Regions from separate parts of the Anser cygnoides genome. Here region 1 is linked to region 2. The links are chromatin contacts, called in public Hi-C maps. All regions are on one chromosome and are shown on one strand. The core of a region is the stretch at or near the end of the contact, and the rest is flanking DNA. Distances in the headings are between cores, read along the strand shown. Region 1 holds the start of LOC106049823 (inhibin beta C chain-like). Region 2 holds the start of LOC106049005 (17-beta-hydroxysteroid dehydrogenase type 6-like).

Region 1 (7,286 bases), core at 969-3,468, 260 kb after region 2:
CTCTCTTTGCCCGACTCTTTGTCTCCCCTGTTTCGTGCTGTGCCACAGCCCCGACCCTGGCTCTGTGGATCTGGCAGGGAAGGAGGAATTCAGGAAGGCATTGTGCCTCAGTTTCCCTTTCCTGTGTGTGTGAAGAAGCGGTGTGGCGGCAGGGAGGTGGTGGTGACACAGAGGCTTCAATGATCCCCTGGTCTGTGGCCACCTGCCTGGTACCTGAGCCAGCGCCTGTCAGTGGGACCGTGGGGATGTCCCCATGTGGGGACCGTCAGCCACAGGGACCCAGTTCTCCCCGTGAGCTGAAGGCAGCAGCAGCCCGGCCCTGCAGTGAATTAAACCTGTCCTGACAGCCCAAAAGGAAATGCTCCACTTCCAGCACAGGTACATGGACACGAGGTGCATGTGAGAGCGTGTCCACAAACTGAGTGCGTGCCCTAGCATGCGGGAGGCAGACTGAGCGCATGTGTGCAAGGGAGCATGGAGCTGGGTATGTACCGCACAGCAATCTGTGCAAGCGAGTGCGTGCAACAAAGCAGGCATGTTTGTGGGCATATGCATGTGCGCAGAGGGGGAAACTTGCTGACATGTGCTTTGTGTGCAAGCAGGAGTGACAGCATCACGTGTATGTGACTCTGTGCATCACCAGTGCACCTGTGTCAGAGCCTGGGTGGAAGAAGCACACGCACAGCCCTGCCGGTACCCAGGCAGTGCTGGCTGCCTGCTGCCTGCAGCCGTGGCTCACAGCCCCTGTGGGAGCCGTGCTCCCAGGCCATGCTGTGCCCACTCTTTCCTCCCTGTTGACATTCCTGGGCTATTCTGGGAGCTGCCAGCAGGCTCAGCCAGCTGAGAACTTTGCCCCTTGCACTGTGGTTGCATCATCTCCGGTGGGTGCTTTTTCCCAGACAGCCCACTCTGTTTACACGTCACCTCTGTGCTTGGCCAGAGGCAGGGGCTCTGTGTGGTCAAGACCTTGGAGTCAGTGCTGCATGGCACAGCGGGTGCAGGACATGGCCGAAGGCCTGGCTGGGTTTCAGGTTCCCAGTGCACCCCGCGGGTTCCCTGCTCTGGCAGAAGGGTGCTGGGCTCTCCTGCTGCCCCCGCAACATCTCACCTTGAACCGACTTGAGTGTTTTCTACAAGACTGTGCCCTGCACTCAGGCTGTGCGCGCTGCTCTGAGCGCAGCACCTGGGGCTGGGAATCTGAAGACCATCGCCAGGTTGCTGTGACACTCCCTGCCACCTCGTTAACCTGCAGTACATACAGACATCCGTTTAGATTTGTGGGGAGGGGGGTGCACAGCATGCACCTGCCCTGCCCTGCGGCTGGCTCTGCCCAGCTCCGTCCTGGGGTGAGTCTGAAGAAAAGAAGGGGTTGTGTCTTGCAGTAGACTAGATGATCTTCAGAGGTCCCTTTCAACCTCAGACGTTCTGTGAAAATGCTGAGACCCGTCCCGTCCCCCCCCCCCCCCAGCTCATCCTATGGGCAGGGTGCAAAAGCCCAGAGATGCGAGCAGTGCCCAGGAGCTGCAGGAGTTGCTCTGGGCACCCTGCAGGGTGCTCGGTCAGCAACGAACCGCCCTGGCCCTGCCGGGGTGGCTGCGGGGTGTGCGGGGAGCAATGCCCGGGGCGTGGGGACAGCTCTGTGGGCTCTGGGGGCAGGCAGGTGGGGCTGGGATCAGTCCTGCAGAAACACCGCTCCTCCACCTGGGCAGGATTCACCCCAGCCCTCACTTGCAGGTTTTGGGCCACGCAGAGGAGCTCAGCACCGTGGACCCCTGTGGGGGGGGGGCTGTCCGGACCCCTCGGCACCCTGGGCAGACGGTGGGGTGAGCTGCGGGCGTGCAGATCCCAAGTTCCTACAGGGAGTGCAACTCCCTTGTGCACACTCAGGCCCCCCGTGCACACCCCCCCTGCGTGCAGCCGCTCGTGGCTGGCCCCCGCGGTGCCCCCCGTGGGTCGGGGGCTGGAGCCGCCCCCCCGGGAGCCCCGCGGCCGACCCGGGGACCCCTCTCGCGGGGACGCGGGGGGCGTCCCGGTGCTCTCGAAGCCCCTTCCCTCGCACCGCAAGGCATCGTCCCCCCCTTACCCCTGCCGCGGGGGGGGGCTAATCCCGGTAATCCCCCGCCCCGGCCGCAGCCCGACGGGACGGGCAGGTGAGCCGGCCAATGGCGGGGGGACACCGGGCCCGCCCCCGGCTGCAGGTGCCCAAAGCGGGCGGGCGGCTCCGCACCACTCGTGGTGCCGTCCCATCCCGGTCCCGGTCCCGGTCCCGGTCCCGGTCCCATCGGTGCCGATGGCGACGCGGGGCGCGGGTCCGTGGCTGCTGCTGGCGGCGGTGCTGTGCGCGGCGGCGGAGCCCCGGTGCCCGTCGTGCGGTGCCGGTGCGGAGCGGCGGCTGCTGGAGGAGGCGGCCAAGCGGCAGCTCCTGGAGAAGCTGCGGCTCCGGGAGCGGCCGAGGCTCGCCCACGCCGTGCCCCGAGCCGCCGTGGCCCGCGCCGTGCGGCGCCTGCAAGCGGCCGGTGCTCGCCGGGGCCCCGACGCCGAGGAGCGGGGCTACGAGATCATCAGCTTCGCCGAGCCAGGTGGGTGCCAGGGCTCCCCGGGGACCCGTAGCGATCCCCGGGGGGTTCAGCCCAGCCGCCGAGGAGCGGGCATCCCGGCTGGGCTGCGGCCGGTGGCGGCCCGGGGGAGGTCCCCGGGTCTGCGCGACGCCCGGGGCACGGTGCCCCCAGCCCTGGGGCTGGTCCCTGTCCTGGGGAGCCCCGGGGGGGGGTGTGTGTGTGCAGCCTGCGACCCTCGGGGGACTGCGGAGCCACTGCTGGCCACCCACTCGCAGCGAGGTGGGGGTCCCAGAGCCAAGCAGCCGGTAACGGGATTGTTCCTTCGGGCACCTGCCGTGTGCCGGGGGGCTCCCGGAGCTGCTGGTGAGACGTGGCCCCTCTCTCGCTGCTGCGTTGGCTGCTCAGGTCCTTGTGCCTGTAGTGCTGCAGTGCCCGGCCCCTTCCTGACGATCAGGGTGCCCAGGTAGTGGGACTGGGGGGCTGCAGGGACCCTCCAGCCTTGCCCTGTGTGGCAAAGGAAGGGCCAGGTGAGAGCAGGTCCCTGTTGCCCCCTTCTGTGTCCTTTCTGCCAGGCAGGGTGGGACAGGCCCTCGTTGCACACACGCACAGGCAGCCTTCCCGGGGAGCATCCCCAGGGAAGGGAGGGACAGACCCTGTGTGGAGGGAAGGAGTTTTATAGGTCTTCCCCAAAAAGAAGTCAGAAGATCAGCCCTAATGATGCTGCTGCAGCCTCACCTCCCCCAGCATCCTCCTTCAGCGTTCACCTTCTCTCCCCTCTCTCCCCTCAGAGCCCACGTCTCCCTCTGGCATGGGGCTGCAGTTCCAGTTCACTCGCACGCAAGACCAGGACGTTCACATCCTGCAAGCTCAACTTTGGCTCTACCTGCAAGTTCCCCGAGACTCGGTAGCCAACCTTACCCTGAGCATCTTTCTGGCCGGTGGGGATGGCGACGCGGTGGGGGGAAATCGCACGTTGCTGAGTGAGCGTCGACTGAGCGCCAAGGGCAGCGGCTGGCGCACCTTCTCCCTCATGCCTGCCCTGCAGAGTTTCTTTAGGGGAGAACACAGGACCCTGCGGCTGGAACTGGAAAGCCGTGGGGACAGGGGTGATGTGGTGGCCATAGTCAATGCCACCCAGTCCCACCAGCCCTTCTTGGTGGCCGAGGCAAAGGTGCGGGAGCTGGGACACCGTGTGGCCAAGCGCAGCCTCCGCTGCAGCCAGAACTCCAACCTCTGCTGCCGCAAGGACTACTACGTGGATTTCCGCGACATTGGTTGGAACGACTGGATCATTAAGCCTGAGGGCTACCAGATAAACTACTGTGTGGGCCAGTGCCCTCTGCACGTGGCAGGCAGCCCTGGGATGGCATCTTCCTTCCATACAGCCGTCTTCAACCTCGTCAAAGCTAACAACATCCAGGCATCGGGGCACTCCTGCTGTGTGCCCACGCGACGCCGGCCTCTCTCTGTCCTCTACTTCGATCGCAACAGCAACATTGTCAAGACTGACATCCCTGACATGATTGTTGATGCCTGTGGCTGTAGCTAGGGCTGGGGGAGCACTTCTGGGTTCCCCCTCCTCCAGGGCTGTCTCTCTGGTGGGGACTGCGCGGGGAGAAGTTCCCTGGGGCTGCAGGCTGACTGCGGCGCAATGGGGAGCGTGGCGTGGGATGGGGAATGGGTCTGTTCCCTCAAAGCGGAGAAACTTGGGGGGACAAGAGGCAGTCCTGCTTTTCTCCCCCACTATAGCAAATCTCGCATCAAATCTGCGCTATTGTTGGGGACAGGGGAGTGAGGCACAAATAAGAGGCTGGAAAGCAGAGGATGAAGGGTATGGCTTTGCCAAGGACCCCAAAACCACAACGGCAAGATGCAGTCCTCTGCTCCCAGGAGGATACGCAGCTGTGAAGGATGGCCTTGCTTCCTGGCCAGGTCCCATGCACTTCCCCCCTCATTCCCCTGGGCTTCGAACTTTTCTTCCCTGCTGCCCACCCCACCAGTCAGGTTTCTTCCAGCCCAGTGCCTCCTTACAGGGAGGTCTGTGTCAGACTTTGCCTTTAAGGCTGTATTAAAGGTGCAGTTTTTTTTTTTTCTTTTGTACCTCTAGTTTTGCAGCTATTACTACTTTATCATAGAGGTTTCTGCAGCAATTGGGACTCCCTGGTGCTCTGTCCTGTCTACCCACATCTCTATTGAAGATCCTACTCTGCCTTTGTCTTCCTGGTGCTCATGTATGCAATGCACCCACGTGCTCTGTGCTTTTAATTTATTTTAATACTTTGGTGCAGCTTTCCCAATAAATGGGTGGAAACACAATGTCCAGGCTCTGACTGCTTCCTCCTGGCACCACCAGGGTGAGGGAAATGGCCCTACTTGACCAGAAGGTCCGACCCCTGGCCCTGGGCTTGCTCAGCTCAGCTCTGGCTCTGGCTGGGAGGATGTTGGGTGCTGGGGGTGTTGGAGCAGTGCACGGGCTGTAAACTGCTGCAACCGGGGGCAGCACTGCTGTGTTGGGAGCCAGGGGGGCCTTCGCTGCTTCTGGGGCTCCCTGGGTGCCGTGGGGTGTTGGACAGAGACTGTGAGCGGGGCCGTGCAGGGGGCTCTTCCCCCATGAGTGCCTGTGGCAGGGGGACCCAGGAGCAGGGCAGGGGCTGGGAACCATATAGCACCTCACTGTGGGGACTAAAGGGGGGTGGCCTGTAGCATGAGCATCACAGGAACAATTTCCCAGCAGAGGAGGTAGAGCTGGGGGGCCATACCCCCCCAAAGGTGCTGTTTTCCACACAGATCAAACCCGAGAGGAGCTCAACATAGCACAGCTCTGGGAGCTCTGGCCCTGGGAGGATGACCTCAGATGGCAAGCCACAGCCTCCCCCCAAAATCCTGTGACCCCACTGCAAATACCAGAAGCCCCCACCCTAATCACCTCTCACTGACCCCCCCCAGTTGCACCCAGCCCTGTCCCCTCTCACAGGCACCCTAAACCCTAGCCAGTGACCCTGTTCCCAACCCATAGCAGCCGGTCACGGGGGCTGGTGATGCACAAGCCGGTGGCTGATGGGGGTTCTCCTGTGCCATTCGGGATGGGGGGGGCTCCTGGGATGGAAGGCAGCGCCCCCGCTCATCCCCCCAGGATCTCACATGGCTACCCTGGGTCCTTGTTGCGCAAGCACCTGCTCAAAGCTCAGTTTGGGGCTGTTTTATCTGGGGACAAACCCACTTGATCTCCCAGGCTGGCCCTGTGCTGTGCCCTGCAAGCGGACAAAGGGCAGCTTTCATCAGCCAGCTGCAGGGGGCAGCCCCCCGGGCTGTGGGGCAGCACGGCCATGGCCCACGCTCCTCAAAACGTCCCCACCCGTGGGGAAGAGCCGACAACCCCTGCAGGATGCTTCAGCCCTGCAGGCTCTCCAACAGCTCCAGTGGGCATGCGGCTCACGGAGCGATGCCCCGCGGCAGTGTCTGTGCACACGCTGCCGTGCAGATGCCAGGAGAAGCAGATGTGGGCTTCAGGGAAGCGCACGGGGACACGCGCTAAGATTTTGAGGTCTCCCTGCTCCCTCCCTGTAGCAGCGCTACGGCTCTAGCTAGCACAGCTGATGGGGGACGCCGTCCCGCAGGGATGCCAGGTATCCGGTTTTCCTTTGCCAGCAGCACAGTGCCCTCCTCGCAGCCTTGAACGCGTGCGTCCCTTGGGGGGGGGGTGCGGATGCTGACTCACTGACACACTGACACGCTGACCCGCCAGCCCCGAGGCAAGGTGCTGAGCTGGCTGCAGGGGTACCATTAAGTCTTTAATCCTGCTGATCATCTGGCCCTGCGCTGAGCAGCTTTAACTTTCCTAAGCAGGAGGCCGAGATTAACTGTGGGGCGGGGGATATGGCAGGGTTGGGGTCTGGTGGCCGAGAGCTGCCGGGGGGATCTGCGTACCCATCCCTTCCACCAAGGGGGCTCAGCGCTGGTGGCAAAACCGACCTGGGCCTGCGTGGCCACACGAGTCACCCCTGGGGAAGGGGTGGGTGGCTTCGGGCAAGTCCCGAGGAGGGAGGATGTGTAGGGCCATGGAAGTGTGGGCGGGCAGGGCTGGCCCCGCGCGGTGCCCAGGCCACGGGAGGTCTTTCCTGACAGCTTAGCCAGGGTCACTCAGCTCAGAAGCAAAGCTGCTGAGCAGCTTACGCATATTACAAAACTGGCAGGCAGGCAACGCCTCTCACCTGCACCCACCACCTTGGCCCTATCTCAGGGCTGCTGCTCCGGGACTCGATGCCCCACAGCAGTCCAAGGGCACCCGAGGACCCAGATGGTGCCGGGGGCTGGGGGGCAAGAGGGGTGTACAGGCACTGCCACCTTCCCTTCGTGCTGGGACCTCCCTGGGCAGCAATGCCACCACCGCTCGCCCCTCACTGGGCTGGGGGCAGCTGGCAGGAAAAGGGTTGGGGCCAGGCTTGGACAGTGGAGAGGGAAACTGATGCAAGGAGTGGTCTTTGACGAGGTGGCTGGGAACTGATGTGTCTCCTGAAGTCTCTCTTTCATGCTGTCGTCCCCACGTTGTTCCTCTGCTCTGGGGGTCCCAAGCAGTCAGCGCAGAGAGCATCTCCCAGAGCTGTGGCTGCGTGCTGTGCCGGAAAGCTGCTCCTGTGGCATGCTGGATACCAGTGCGTGATGACATGCGGGGGCACTGGGAGGACGGGCTAATGCCAAGGAACACAGAGTGCCCACAGTCGGGGTAAT
Region 2 (7,581 bases), core at 3,963-6,462:
GCCCCTCGGTCCCCCGGGGCTGGGGCACGCCGGTGCGCAGCGCGGCCCCGGGACGGCCCCGCGGCGTCCTGCCGTGACGGGGCCCCCACCGCCGTCAGCGGCCCCCTCGCCCCGCCGCCCCCGCGAGCGTTTCCCCTCTCGTCGTGCAAATCCCCCCCAAAAGCCTCGAGCGTGGCTGACCCAACGCCTCCCCGGGCCGCCGCCGAAAGCCTCCCGTCCGTACGGGACCGAGGCCGCCCGGTGCCGTGGCACACACCAGGTTCCCTCAGGGTCCCGACCCCAACACCCCTCCGGGAAGCCCCGGCTGGGGGCAGGCAGCACCCGCAGCCACCGGGACAGCCCCCCCGCTCCTGTCCCGGGGCTGACACCCGGCGGCTCCCCCCTTCCTCCCGGTGTGTCCCGGTCCTCCCGGCCCCGGCCGCCCCCGCCGCGCTCACCTGTCTCAGCCTGCGGCTGCGGCAGCTCCTGCTCCGTGGCCGGGACGGTTTCTGTAGCTTCACCAGGCATTGCTGCGCCCACCGGGGAAAGCAAAACGGCACCGGGCTCGCGGCCGCACCGGGAGCCGCCCGGGGGGGCCGCCGGGAGTTCGCCCTGCCCGTACCACCGGCGCTCGGCCCCCCCCCGGGAGCCCCCGGGCCCCTCCCGGTACCGACGGCTCCGCTCCGCCGCCCCCCCCAGGTCCCTCCCTGCCCCCTCCGGTCCCCTCCGCTTCCCCCCGGTCCGCCCCGAACCCCTCCGGTTCCCCCCCGGTCGCCCCCGGTCCCGCCTCCCCCGTCCCCGCCGCCTCCCGGGTGCTCCCGGCGGCCTCGACCCCGCCGCCACCGCCCTCCCGCACCCTCCCCCCCGGCCCCGGTGCCCCGCTGCGGCGGATGGCGGCGGATGGCGGCTGCGGCGCTCACCGTGCGGGGAGCGGGGCCCAAGATGGCGGCGGAAAGAGACCGAGCGGCTGGCGGCGCGACTTCCGGAAGGGCCGAGCGCTTCCGGGGCACGGGGCAGCGCCCCCCTCCCCGCTCGCCCCCAGGGCTGCGCACAAAGGTTCCGGGGCACGGACGGTCCGGGGGGGGCGGGAACCAGGCCCCTGGGGGTCCTGGGGCGTCCCGGGGGGGTCCTGGGGCGTCCCGGGGGGGTCCTGGCGGCCCCACCCCGGCCCCAGGCTCCGTCCCGCCCCAGCCCCGCGGTGGTAGGACGGCCCAGGGAGGTAGGCACGCGGATGACCAGAAATTTTTAATGGAAAACAGGGTAGAAAAGGTTCAAAAAATACAAAAGGCAAAAATAGGGTAAAAAAAAGGTACAAAAAATACAAAAGGCGCAAACAGCGGCGGTCGGAAGGGAGCTGGGGAGATCGGCCAGGGGCATCAGGGCCCTGCCCCATGGCACCGGGCCCCCACGGGCGGCAGGCAGGTCCCTCGGTGGCCCCACGGCAAGGACGGGGGCTGCCGCCGCGCTCCCCAGCAGCGTTAGAAATCTCCTTGCAGGTCTGGGAAGGGGAGAAACGAGGAGTTTTACAGGAAAAGAGCAGCGCCCCAGAGCCACGGGGCCCCTCCGGGTCCCCAGGCTGGCTGCTTCTCCTCCCGCCGCTTACCGCTTCGCCGGAGCTGCTCCCCCCTCCGGGCGCGCTCCATCTCCTCCAGGAACTGCTCGAAGACCCGCACGTACGGCGCCAGGCTCGTCCTCTTGTAGTCTGCAGGAGCAGAGGGGGCTGAGCGGGAGAAGCCCACCGGTGGGGTGGAGACCCCCCGCGCCCCGGACGCGGCCCCGCTCACCCCGCACGCGCCGCTTCGGCTCCGTCTCTCCGCCGTCCTCCTGCTCCCCGTCATCGCCGGCCGCGTCCAGCTCGTGGCACAGGGAGCTGCGGGTGACAGCGGGACGTGGCAGGGGCTGCCGGCAGAGCCAGGACCCCCCTGGGGACCCCCTCTGCTGGCCCACCTGATGGTGGGGACGGCAAATGGGTCGAACTGGTCCAGCCTCTGCAGATCCAGCGGCACCGAGATGCGGCCTGCGAGAAAGGGGAGTCGCTGCCGGAGGTGGCCAGCCCCACGTCCCGGCCCCGCAGGCGGCCAGACTGACCTGTTTTGGGGTGGACGCTGAAGGGGCTCTTCAGCAGGTGCCCGACGCCTTTGCTGACGTTGATATCGAGGCGCGGGAAGCAGTACTGCAGCATGATCTCCCAGTCCGCGTAGCACGGTGCGCTCTTCCCGGTGTTCGGTGTCCGCTGCGGGGACGGGGGATCAGGGGGCAGCCTCGGGGGCTGCAGCACCCACCCCTCACCCCTCGGCAGCCCCACGGGAGCTCACCCGCGTCCGCTCCATCTTGCCCTTCAGCAGCTCCCAGCGCTGCACCGAGTCCCGCTTCTTGGGGAAGTCGCTCTGCAGCGGCTCGCGGTGCTGTGCCCGGCGGTTAAGGCTGATCACGGTCACCGCCAGCCCCGCTCCCCTGCGCGGACCCTCCCCTGGACCCGAGCCACTGCAGGAAGGATATCCTCCGGGACGAGGGCCAGCACCTTGTCCCAGCGCTCCGGGCTGCCCAGGATGTCCTGGCCCACCAGCGCGTACTCCTCGAAGTACTTCTCCACCACGTTCACCGACCGCCTGCAGAGGAGGAGCGGGGAGAGGCTCAGCGCCCCGTGGCCGGCAGCTGCGGGGGCCAGGCAGGCGCGTCCACACCGACCTGATGAACGGGTGGATGGGCTCCGAGAGGTTCACTTTCTTCACGGTCTCTGCTCCACCCTGGGGGGACAGCGGTGCTCAGCCCCGGCAAGGCGGGCAGGGCTGCCCGGTCCCCACGCACCCACCTTCACCAGCGTCAGGTACTCCACGGCGGCCGCGCGCAGCGCCGGGGACCATTTCCGCACCGCGTCGTCGCACACCCAGCAGTGGACGCCCCTCCGGCCCGAGTACACCCACAGGCGGTGCTTCATGCCCAGGTCCTCTGCGGGGGGAACAGCCGGGCTGCGGGAGCCTGCTGGCAGGGGCAGCGCTGCAGACCCGCCGGGAGAACCCTCTGGGCGTCAGCACGTCCTCTGCTCAAGCCCCAGCCCCGCAGCAGCTCCCCCAGGCCCCTCTTCAGGGCAGCGCTGCGAGGGGCAGCAGGGTCTGGATGCGTCCCCGGTGCACGACAGGGGCTGCGCGGGTCCCGGGATCCCTCACCCACGAGCGCGCGGTCAATGACGCGAACAGCGATGGTCATCAGGGTCCAGCACTTGGAGCAGATCTCGGCCGAGCTGGGGGCAGAGCGCAGCGGGTCAGGCGGGCGCTGCGGCCGTGCCGTGCCCCTCCCCAACTCTTCCACCTTGTTGGGGCCAGGGCCATGCTGCGAACGCCCCCGGTAACCTGCAGCACGTCCGGACGTCGTCGTAGTCCGTCATGTCGATGTCGAAGACCAGCTCCTTCTCCATGGGCTGGAAGGCCCCCAGGTGCACCGTGTTGTGCTGGCTGGGCTGCGGGGCACGACCTGCTCAGCCCCGGCGGGGGGCACCACGGGGGGGCCGGCGTCCTCCCGCAGCCCCTGGCCGGTGGGAGCGGGATTTGGGGGTGTTTAAGGAGAGCTTGGACGTGGTGCCTGGGGACGTGGTGCTTGGGGACGTGGTGCTTGGGGACGTGGTGCTTGGGGACGTGGTGCTTGGGGACGTGGTGCCTGGGGACGTGGTGCCTGGGGACGTGGTGCTTGGGGACGTGGTTTAGCGGGTGACGGTGGTGGCAGGGGACGGTTGGAGCGGATGATCCTGGGGGGGCTTTTCCAACCCTAACGATTCTGGTTTGGGGTTTTTAGGGTTCTGCGACTCACCCGGTGGGAGTAGACGGCCCCGATGTCGATCTTGTAGGGGTTTATCTTCTGCAGCTCCCGCTCCAGCTCCTGGGGGCTGCCGAAGGACTGGAAGCGCACGTAGATGTCGTCCCGCAGCGTGAAGGAGAACTCCCGCAGCTGGAAGTAGTTCTTCGCCGCTGGGGGGGGGGGGGGGGCACGGATAGGGCTGGGGGGGGGCCCGGCACGGACCGGCACGGGGCCCCCCACCACCCCCCCCCCCCCCGCCCCGTTCCCGCCGCCCCCCCCGGGCCCAGCCCCGCCGCCCCCGCCCCCCCCGGCCCCCCCCCGCCGCTCACCGCCGCCGTAACCGAGCCAGCGGCCGTAGGCGCCGTGCGGGAAGAGCCGCCGGTAGAAGACCGGGAGCAGCTCGGGCAGCGCCGCCGGCTCGAACCGCGCCATGGCGGCAGGCGGCGGGAAGCGGCGGCGCCGCCTGAGCCCGGGGGCCGCCGGGAGCTGGGGGGCGGCACCGCCCGGCACGGCTCGGAACGGCTCGGAACGGCCCGGCACGGCCCGGCACGGCACCCGGCACAGCCTGGGCACCGCAGCCAGATACGGCTCGGCTCGGCTCGGGAACGGGCGCTTGAGCACCGTTCCGGGCTCGGCACGGCACGGCCGGGCGCTGCAAAGTCCGTGCCAGTCCCGCCCGGCACGGCTCGGCTCGGCTCGGTTCGGGAGTGGGCACTGCAGTGCCCGACATGGCCCAGAACGGCACGGCCGGGCACTGCAAAGCCCACCCCAGTCCCGCACGGCACGGCCCAGCACGGCACGGCTCGGAATGGCCCGGCACGGCACCCGGCACAGCCTGGGCACCGCAGCCAGATGCGGCTCGGCTCGGCTCGGCTCGGGAACGGGCACTTGAGCACCTGACATAGCCCGGAATGGCTCGGCACGGCACGGCCCAGTTCGCCTCCAGTCCTCCCCCGGCAAGGCTTGGCTCGGCTCGGTTTGGGAACGGGCGCTTGAGCACCTGACATAGCCCGGAACGGCTCGGCACGGCACGGCCGGGCACTGCAAAGCCCACCCCAGTCCCGCACGGCACGGCACGGCTCGGTTCGGGAGTGGGCACTGCAGTGCCCGACATGGCCCAGAACGGCACGGCACGGCACGGCCGGGCACTGCAAAGCCCACCCCAGTCCCGCACGGCACGGCACGGCACGGCTCGGCACCTACCAGAGGGGCACGGGCAGCGCACGGGGCTGCAGCGAGCCCCGGCGGCCGGGGAGGGGCAGGGGGGGCTCGGGGCGCCCCAGGGAGCTCAGCCCCTGGCCCCGCCCGCGGTCATTGCCCGGTCCCGGGGGTCCAAGGTCGGTGCGGGCCTGAGCCGGCGCTTGCGGCTGCACCGGCGCCTTCCCCGCTCGCCCCCCGAGTGTCCCCGCTCCGCTCGCTGAGCCCCGACCTCCTGCCCGGGATGGGGCCGTGGCCGTGGCTGTGGCTGGCGGCGGTGCTGGCGGGGCTGCTGTGGCTGCGGCGCTGGCACCGGGAGCGGCAGACGGTGCCCGGCCTCTCGGAGAAGTTCGTGCTGATCACGGGCTGCGACTCGGGCTTCGGCAACCTGCTGGCACGGCAGCTGGACGCGCGGGGGCTGCGGGTGCTGGCGGGCTGCCTGACGGAGCCGGGGGCCGCCGGGCTGCGGGCGGCCACCTCGCAGCGCCTGCAGACCGTCCTCCTGGACGTCACCTCCAGCCACAGCATTGCTGCCGCCACCGCCTGGGTCCGGGAGTGCGTGGGTGACCGAGGTAGGACGGGGGGCACAGCTGGGGCTGGGGGCACGTCAGGGGACAGTGGCCCTGTGTCACCCCATCCCCTCCCCAGGACTCTGGGGGCTGGTGAACAATGCTGGGATCTTCAACCCGGTCGGCCCCAACGAGTGGCTGAGCAAGGACGACTTCGTCAAGGTGCTGGACGTCAACCTGGTCGGCCTCATCGAGGTGACGCTGAGCCTCCTGCCCCTGGTGCGCAGAGCCCGGGGCCGGGTGGTCAACGTGGCCAGCGTGGTGGGGCGCATCGCCTTCTTCGGCGGGGGGTACTGCCCCTCCAAGTACGGCGTGGAGGCCTTCTCCGACAGCCTCAGGTACCCCCTGTCCCGTCCCCCCGTCCCTCTCCCAGCCCCGATCCCCGCTGCACCACGCTCACCGCTGCCTCCCAGGCGCGAGCTCCGGGATTTCGGGGTGAAGGTGTCCATCATCGAGCCCGGCTGCTTCCAGACCAGCATCCTGGACTCCGACGAGGCGAGGCAGAGCATCGTGCGGGCGTGGGACCGCGCGCCCGACGAGGTCAAGCAGGAGTATGGGCAGCAGTACTTCCAGGCCTGTGAGTGCGGGTGCCAGGGGTGCCGGGGGGCTGTGGCTGGGATCCTGTGGCAGGGAAAGGAAAACAAAACGTGCTGCCCTCGCTGGGTTAAACCTCAGCGTGGCGCGGGGCGCCCGGCCAGCTCTCACTTCTCCTCTGCAGACAACAGCAATTTTCAGCGTTTAATCGTCACAGCCAACCCCAAGCTCTCCCTCGTCACCGACGCCATGGAGCACGCGCTGACAGCCGAGTACCCGCGCACTCGCTACGGATGCGGTCTGGACGCCAGACTCTTCTACATCCCCCTGTCCTACCTGCCCAGCGCCTGGGCCGACCGCCTGCTCGCCACCAGCACCACCTAGGAGCGCGCTCGGGGCGCAGCCGGTGCCCAGCACGGTGCTGCCCATACCCCCCGGCATCGGGCTTGCGGCCCGGGCCCCGCTCGCTCCAGTCGGTTGTTGGCGTTCGCGGCCATTTCACAGAAAGCAACGCTGCCCTGAGTGCCTGCATGTGTTGCGTGGCCACCGCCGCTGCCTCGCGTCCGCCCACTGCTCTTTGCTTTCGGGGGTTTCGTGCTGCACAAGCAGGGGGGTCCTGCTTCGCCAGGAGGGAGGGGGAGGACAGGGGCATCCCCGGGGATGGGTGAGGCATCAAACGCTGCCAGGCAGAGGAGAACGACCACAGGGACTGGGAGGGCTGTGAGGGACCAAAGCTCCTTCCTGGCCACGGAAGACCCCGGTGCGGTGCTTGCCCCGCTCTTGGGGCAACGCAGCTCAGCCCTCGCTGGCCCCAGGCTCCGCAGGGGCTGCCCCGTGCTCCCCTCTGGTGCCCTGTGCGTGCAGGGGGAGCAGCCGGGGGGGCTGCATCAGGCAGCTGGGAGGGTGGGGCCGTGGGGTGCCCGTGTGGGCGCAGACCCAGCCAAAACCCCAAGGACCAAGCACAAAGGCTGCAGCCCCATGCCGACAACGGGCTGCCCCTCGGCTGGTTTGCAAGGGGGCAGGGGAGAGGCTCAGCGCCGCCGCCGGGAGCGCAGGAGTGTTTTGTGGGCACTGCCTGTGCAGGCGTGTGCCTACAAGCTCAGCGCAGCTTCTTGCTGCTCTCCAGCTCTGGTTCCCAGAGCCACCAGATGCCCGTGATAAAAGCAGAAGCGAGCGGCGTTAGGAAACGCAGCGCCTGCTCCTTCAGGCTCCTTCCGTAACGCTGCCGTAAGACACGGCCCAGGGCAGTGCCGGCAGCCAGACGCCTCCAGCGCGCCCCAGCTGTCGACAGAGCTGGCGACACCGGGATGGGGCAGGCAACCATCACGCTCCTGCCCAGGACCTGGCCTGGAAGGGGCCGGGGATGCACCGTGGGGCTGAGCCCCCTGCCCGTGCCTCCCCAGGCTCGGCTGCAGCCTCAGCTGCTGGCACAGCGCTGCTGGCCCCAGATCCGGCCCCACCACCGGCACTGATTTACCCAGCCCTGCGGGGTTGGGCAGGTCCAAGGTCG

Evidence for each region. Hi-C and Micro-C count contacts between places; a contact is called where the count stands out from the background.
Region 1: a contact with region 2 is called in a Hi-C map of liver, with 2.3 times the contacts expected there. The contact joins the promoter of LOC106049823 here to the promoter of LOC106049005 in region 2. A contact is called at or near these places in 2 of 7 Hi-C or Micro-C datasets (both in liver).

The regions. Positions count from the first base shown.
Region 1 is chr32:3,478,142-3,485,427 of Taihu_goose_T2T_genome, forward strand. It overlaps LOC106049823 (inhibin beta C chain-like), which reads left to right and starts at 2,219. Exons shown (of 2, transcript XM_048054742.2): 1 at 2,219-2,579; 2 at 3,347-4,872. The coding sequence starts at 2,291. The coding sequence ends at 4,107.
Region 2 is chr32:3,210,634-3,218,214 of Taihu_goose_T2T_genome, forward strand. LOC106049005 (17-beta-hydroxysteroid dehydrogenase type 6-like) reads left to right here and starts at 5,213. Exons shown (of 4, transcript XM_066985730.1): 1 at 5,213-5,540; 2 at 5,617-5,875; 3 at 5,951-6,114; 4 at 6,256-6,593. The coding sequence starts at 5,213. The coding sequence ends at 6,455. PRIM1 (DNA primase subunit 1) reads right to left here and starts at 4,261. Exons shown (of 13, transcript XM_066985722.1): 1 at 4,101-4,261; 2 at 3,784-3,941; 3 at 3,330-3,436; 4 at 3,147-3,220; 5 at 2,792-2,928; 6 at 2,668-2,726; 7 at 2,478-2,588; 8 at 2,295-2,385; 9 at 2,068-2,212; 10 at 1,927-1,996; 11 at 1,764-1,849; 12 at 1,583-1,681; 13 at 1,212-1,477. The coding sequence starts at 4,203. The coding sequence ends at 1,458. It overlaps LOC106049006 (retinol dehydrogenase 16-like), which reads left to right and starts at 4,302. Exons shown (of 5, transcript XM_066985723.1): 1 at 4,302-5,101; 2 at 7,571-7,581. The coding sequence starts at 4,884. It overlaps LOC136788050, which reads right to left. Exons shown (of 5, transcript XR_010827057.1): 4 at 5,938-6,158; 5 at 5,629-5,753. It also overlaps NACA.